2 separate regions of the Sus scrofa genome follow, and region 2 is linked to region 1. The links are chromatin contacts, called in public HiChIP or PLAC-seq maps. All regions are on one chromosome and are shown on one strand. Each heading gives the region's core, a stretch centred on a gene start, on an enhancer-like site or on the middle of the called end of the contact. The rest is flanking DNA. Distances are from core to core; before and after follow the strand shown.

Region 1 (3,354 bases), core at 548-3,047:
TTAAACTTATCCAATGGGTGCTGTATTTTTCAGTGCTAAAATTGCCATTTTATCTTCTTATAATTTCTATTTCTCTACTGAGATTTTTCTATCCATTCATTATAAGCATTTTTACTTTCCATATTTGGACATAGTTATAATAACTATTTTTAAAATCTTATCACTTAATTACAACATCTGGGTTACCTTGGGGTTGGTCTTAATGAATGCTTTTTCTCTTTAGGAATCACATTTTTCCATTTCTTTATATGGCTAACAATTTTGGAATATATCCCAGACTTTGTGAATGATACATTATCAACGCTCAGGATTTTGTACATTATTCTATAAAGCATTGACTTTTTGTTTTTGCAATAGTTAACCCTGATGAATTCATACACCAAACTGTTTCCCCTAAAGTGAGGAGCAGCTGAAATCTCTGTTCAGTTCTTTCAATCTTAGCCAAGTTAGTTGGAATCTGCCCTCATATACTCACTTCGGGGGTTACCCAGGATATGGTGAGACTTTATACACAGATTTTGGGCTTCTCTTATGTAGCTTTCTCCTTTTCAAGATTTACTCCTCCCTTTCTGGTTGCTATTGTAAGCCCAAACTCTGTCCTTTGATTCCACAACTAATAAGACTATAGGTTTCCATACAAGTTTTAGTAGCACTGTGAGGCTGTGCTGGCACTCTAGCAAAAATGAAAAAGACATTAAATACAAGAAATTCATCTAGTGTTATTCCTTTCTTCCAAATATTAATTCTCTTCCAATTTCTGCCTGCTTTTGGTCACTTTCTAGTACCCTCTAGAGAGTTATTTGTTTTACAGTTTGCTTTGTTTTATAACTTTTATAGTTTGTTGTTTTACAATTGTTATGCATGGCTGAACTGGTATATTTTGCCATTGTTAGAGACTTAACCTTCCTTCTTTCCATGTGTATCTACAGAGAATACAGATGAATCTACTATAATTAGCAGGCACTATGGAAAAAAGGTGTTCTATGCTTCACACTGATGTACTCTTTGTATTCTGATTCATTTAAAAATTAGAGCCACAAGAGACTCTAATAATACTACTCAATAGAACTTTCTGAAATAATAGATATTTTTCTGTGTTGTCCAATATGGTAACCACTTGGTACACAGACTACTGGGCACTTAAAATGTGGTTTGGGGAACTATTTTTTTTACTTTAATTTTAATTAATTTATAATAACCACATGTGGCTAATGGCTACTGCATTGGGCAATATGACTCAAAGATGATCTGATCTGGCCTTTCTCTTTACAGATGGTGACCAGCAACTAAGAGAGTTTCCAGAAAAGGTCTGCCCATAACATATGGCCACTAGTGACAAAACCAGGATTCATAATTATATCTCCAACTTCTTAGAGTAGTTTCTGTAGAGGAAGAGGATACAAAATGCTATGGCTGGAAGAGGACAACCAAACATATAACAAGTGAGTGATGGTAACTTAGAGCTTGAAAAAATATAGTTGGAAAAATGGAACAGCTGAGGGCAGAATGATTTGCAAACATACCATATATTACATATACATACACACATATTCACTGGGTATGCTATTTCTTTTGAAGTAATAACTATTTTGTCAGTAGGAGAAAAAGAGCCTTCTATAATTCATTACAAGCTTAAAAGGTCTGACTCAGCTGATTTATATATAAAGTACAAAGAGTACAAACAAGGGATTGATGTCCTATCTCCGTTCTTAACCAAGTGTCCACTTTCCAAGTCCTACAGTCTTCAGTGATTTGAAGAGTTACAGCTTAACAATCTTACTGGTTTCTGAAAAGCCTGTAAGATACACACCACAGCAGTGGTTGCCAAGCATTTCCCTCCTGAACTTAATACTCCCTATGAGGATATGGCTCTCTGCTAAAATGGAATGCTTTTTACTTTTTAACCCACTCTCGTGTACTACTGGAAGTAAAATAATTACCTCACTGTATTCTTTCTCTCTGTCTCTGTCTCTCTCTCATACACCACCCCCACAAACCTTTGTGTGGGTTTCATACTACTAATATACTAGTATACATGGTGTAGAAAATGTCTGCAAAAAGGTCCAAGAAAAACAGCATTGTTTTTGGACAAAGTGCTGTAGTCAGGATGATGTCATAAAAAAATCATCTAATTAATTTCCTGTAGCCACATCCTGAAGGAAATCCAGAAGGCTCAATTTTCTCACGAATTCAAGTAGTCTTTTTGGGGAGACAGTAACAGTTCCTGTGAACCAACAGGTGTCATAAATTGGTAATGATTATGATTTATCTTTAATCTTCAAAATAGCAAAGAATGAAATTTCATTTTAAAAGATCTTTAACATGGGAGGCATTATGAATATAAATATAAAAAGTATATAAAAAATATAAAAAGTATCCTTATTAAATGTGGATTTTTTTCTTTTTTTTTTTTTTTTTTGGTCTTTTTGCCTTTTCTAGGGCCGCACCCGCAGCATACGGAGATTCCCCTGCTAGGGATCTAATCGGAGCTGTAGCCGCCGGCCTACGCCAGAGCCACAGCAACGCAGGATTCGAGACACATCTGTGACCTACACCACAGCTCACGGCAACACCGGATCGTTAACCCACTGAGCAAGGGCAGGGATCGAACCCGCAAGCTCATGGTTCCTAGTCGGATTCATTAACCACTGCGCCACAATGGGAACTCCTAAATGTGGATTTTTTTAGATTTTTTTTTCATTATAGCTGATTTACAATGTTCTATTTCTTGCTGCACAGCAAAGTGACCCAGTCATACATATGTATATGCATTCTTTTTTTCACATTATCCTCCACCATGTTCCATCACAAGTGACTAGATATAGTTCCCTGTGCTATGGCGCAGGATCTCATTGCTGACCCACTCCAACTGCAATGGTTTAGATTTTAGTTATTTACAGCAAAGAAAAGAAGAAATGAGCAAACTTAGTTGGTATTTACTACTGAGCTTCATAAGGCTTCCTCTCCAGGCCTGAGTGAAACAAAGACCACCATTCATAAGAGCAAGGAGAGGAAAGCACTCTTTACCTACTACATACCCTCAGTGTTTTCCTCCATGTGGTAAGCATTTATCAGCACTGGACTGGAACACTACAGGGGATTTGCCAGAAGATTTGAGCTCCATGAGGGCAAGGACAATGGCATATTTATCATTACATTAAAGGCATGAAAGGGGCTGGCACACAGTGAGAACCCAGTAAACATGTGTTGAATAAATGAATGAGTGAGATTATCAATATAAATAAGCTATTCTCCATTCTCTCCAGAAGCTGCCAGTTAAAAATGGGGAGAAGACAACCATTATAAACAAATAATCAATGAGCACTATAACTGAGATATCACTATGGGCTACGG
Region 2 (3,380 bases), core at 565-3,064, 150 kb after region 1:
AGTCATAAGCCTAGTTATAGCAAATGCTGCTTGGGGCGGCATTCTAAGATGATCTTCCTAGCTTTGTTAAAATCACATCAAAGCAGTATCACTTATCATCTGCAGTGTAAATGGTTTTTATGAAACAGTTTGACTAAACACATGGCATGTGACTCTACCACTACAAATGTGTTAGCAGACCCAGCCAGAAACCACGACATGATCTGATCATGTGAATATTCTTGCAAGAGTGAAAAAATGAACCTAATCTTTGCAAAGGCTTACTGGTGCCCTACCCAAGTTGAATACTCTTTCAAGGAAGATTCCAATCCCATGCAGAAGAAGGAGGAATGGTTCTCAAGCCATCACCAAATTATCACACAGTATTTGATGGCTCAGCTTATTTTTTAATCTTCCATGAACTTTGCAGAATTTGGATATCTGGATCCTTATAACATGATGATTTGGGATTATGAACACAGTGAATAAACACAACCTTCTGGTATAGCAATTTAAGCATCGGAGAGTGAGTAAATACTGCAGAGTGAATCCTAACACTTGAAACAGAATCTTCCAGAGTCCAGAAATACACCTGACTGCCAAGAATAATACTTCCGTGGTTCAAGCAATACCAGTACCCAGAGGGGTTTCCACAGACATAACCACATGAGTTACTGCATATTGGGTACAATAGAGAAAACAGACATTTATGAATGTATAGTTTGCAGACATCTTAAAAGTACTCATAAATATGTAATTTACAAATACAGAAGAAATTGGAGTTAGGGCTTCAGGAATACACAGCATCTGTTTAATTGCTTAATTATATGGTTACTTCTATGGGTTCTCCTCATCCTAACTGATTTTTATGGGGGGGGGGGAGACGTATTGATCTAACTGAAATAAATGAAACCAATCTCACTGAAAGAAGCTCCATGATAAGAACTAATATATGAGAGATTCTGACTTCAGAATGAGGTAGAAATGACTTCGTTTCAGGCAGCAAATTAGATATCAAAAAAAAAAAAAAAAATCTTTCAATTCACCAGGCTGTACTGAAGGAGGGTTTGTTAGATTTTCTAGTAATAAAACAAATGCACAATATCTTCTTATGCATTTCACACATGATTTCTATTTCATCTCTGATGTAAAACATGGTATCACACATCATGCCACAAAGAAAGAGTCAGTTTAGCTAGTTAAAGTAAAACACCAGGCAGCTGCTAACAGAGACAGGTCACTGCTGGGGAGGGGCACAGCACATTCAGTTTGCTATGTTTTCCTTCGGAAGAATGTCAATAAAAACCACGGCCAAATGAGGTATTTGAAGAAGGGGGAAAAGTCCTGCTATGCAGGGAACCACTAGGTTCACCTAACAGCGCCAGACAGACAAGTTAGCAAAAGGGAGCCCTAACCAAAGCTACAGCCGCCAACAACTTGAAGAAAGCTGTCTTTCTCCCTGAACGTCCTGGGGTAGCGACCGGTCCCACATTTAGAAACGTTATTTCTGGGACCAATAGCAATTTATTTTCATAGAACCACTGGATTTTTTTTTTCCTTGAGTTCTCAACAAAGGAGCCATATTAGGAAATAATCTCACAAAAAGCAAAGTGCCCCCTCCCCCTCTTCCCCACGATCGATGCACACACGCCCGTGCACGCTGACACGCACACACACCCGTGACAATGGCCGGCGCGTGCACTCAATGCGGGCCCACGCGGCGCCCAGGAGCCCCGCGGGCAGAAGGCCCAGCCCCCGGCCCTCACACTGGAGGCCCCTCAGCCCCCCTGCCCGGGAACCAGCTGCTGGGCGGTTGTACTAGGGATGCTCGCCCCCCAGCGGGGCCCTGGGGAAGCGGCTGCCAGCGGCTCAGAGCCTATTAACCCCTTGGGGAAGTAGGTGCTACAAAGCCACCTGAGGGGACACTGGAATGTGCCGGGGATACAGCCCCAAATGGCCCCCATAGACGAGGCGCCACCGAGTCCTTAGACCCTGGCAGCTCTTGACTGGCTCCTGCAAAGCTAATGTGTCGCTGGTTCCGCCAGGCTTCTAAAGCAGAGGGATGTTTCTGAGCTGTCACCCTTGAGAGTCCCAGCATACCAAGAAGGAAAAACTTAAGAGGGCAGTGGATGCAGACCAGACTTGGTAAACTCGTCCCTAAGGGACTGGCCTAAGACCTAAAGGGACAGATCTGCTTGGACCTGCCCGGCCAGCAAACTATGGAAGGGGTGGAGGGGCCCGAGGGCAACCGCCCCCTGTCACCCCTCCCTGAGTCGGGCATCAGGGCCCCGTCCCCATTCCGGGACACTTACCTTCTTCCGGGGCTGCCATTTCATCATATTTGTACAGCCGATACGTGGAACATCAAGATGCTGGCTGGGGGCTGGGGGCAGATGCAGGGCAGCCGCGACTGCAAGTCATGCTGCCTCCCTCCCACCCCCTAATTCTTTCCCATATTCACTGTGAAGGGAGAAAGCCCAGGAGAGTCCAGTCTTTTCGCCTTCAGTTCAATGGAAAGTATCCCCAAACCACGATCACACTTCCCACCGGGCTAGGAAGTCCCAGCAGCAACCAGCGTACTCCAGCCAGAGCGGAGCATTTTCCCCTCAGGCCAGTGTCTGCGAAAGAAGCCTGCGGCAGGGGGTCTCCAAGCCGGCTACAGAGACCCTCCCTCAGAGAGATCGAGCACGCAAGCTGCTGCAGAAACCCAGCCGGGCTTCTGCCATCCAAACCCCTTTTGGCGAATTCTCCTCTTCTCAAAAAAGATTAGACAAGCAATCAAACCCTCACGCGCAGCCTGGAGCAATTCCCAAAATTCTGGGTGTATTTCTCGTTTGTAAAATTTAGCAAAGAAAATTCCAAAGATCTGTAATCAGAGCTTCTTTACGCTGTTGTTTTCTCTTCCTTCTTGGATAACTTGGGGAAAGGATCTGCTCTTTCCGAAATGCCTACCTTCCCTGAACACTGTAAATAGGAAAACTTGGTTTGTGTGTTTAGATTTTTTTTTTTAATTCCCAAGAACCTTAGTGGGGAAAGGCTGGAAGGAAATCCTGCAAGAACCCAACTCCACAGCTCAGTCTGCACTAATGACTTCCTTCCCTTAGTGCAAGCACAGCCTGCCCAGCTCCAGCCACACAGAGCAAATGGTTTCTGGGTCTTAGTGCCACGACATCTGCTCCAAAGCAAAAAAGTAAAAGCAAGCATACAGTTTCAGAGGCCCCCAGCAGCTTCCAAGGCATCAGAGCTAGAACAGACCTATCGAATCAGGAAACCATTTCAAACAACCTAGATTTGTGAATTATATCAGGAGAAAAAAAGGAATAGAAAAGATTTCTAAACCAAAGGGCTATAAAATCTAAAAGTGTGACTTTGAAGGAAAAAGATTTAAGGTATTTGACTAG

The links. HiChIP or PLAC-seq counts read pairs in DNA pulled down with a chosen protein or histone mark.
Region 2: an H3K27ac HiChIP or PLAC-seq map of skeletal muscle shows a contact between it and region 1, with 5 times the contacts expected there. The contact joins two enhancer-like sites. A contact is called at or near these places in 1 of 47 Hi-C or Micro-C datasets (fetal heart ventricle) and 1 of 2 datasets of contacts at active chromatin or transcription factors (skeletal muscle).

What each region holds. Positions count from the first base shown.
Region 1 is chr14:45,589,389-45,592,742 of Sscrofa11.1, forward strand. The region is part of intron 5 of TTC28 (tetratricopeptide repeat protein 28); the gene reads right to left. Among named protein-coding and RNA genes, the nearest start is that of TTC28, 330 kb to the right of the region's middle. Within about 2 kb of position 1,798, at least 5 of the 83 cell types and tissues checked have an H3K27ac peak or open chromatin away from gene starts, as enhancers often do.
Region 2 is chr14:45,734,602-45,737,981 of Sscrofa11.1, forward strand. The region is part of intron 2 of TTC28 (tetratricopeptide repeat protein 28); the gene reads right to left. It also overlaps a transcript of CHEK2 not described here. Among named protein-coding and RNA genes, the nearest start is that of TTC28, 190 kb to the right of the region's middle. Within about 2 kb of position 1,815, at least 62 of the 83 cell types and tissues checked have an H3K27ac peak or open chromatin away from gene starts, as enhancers often do.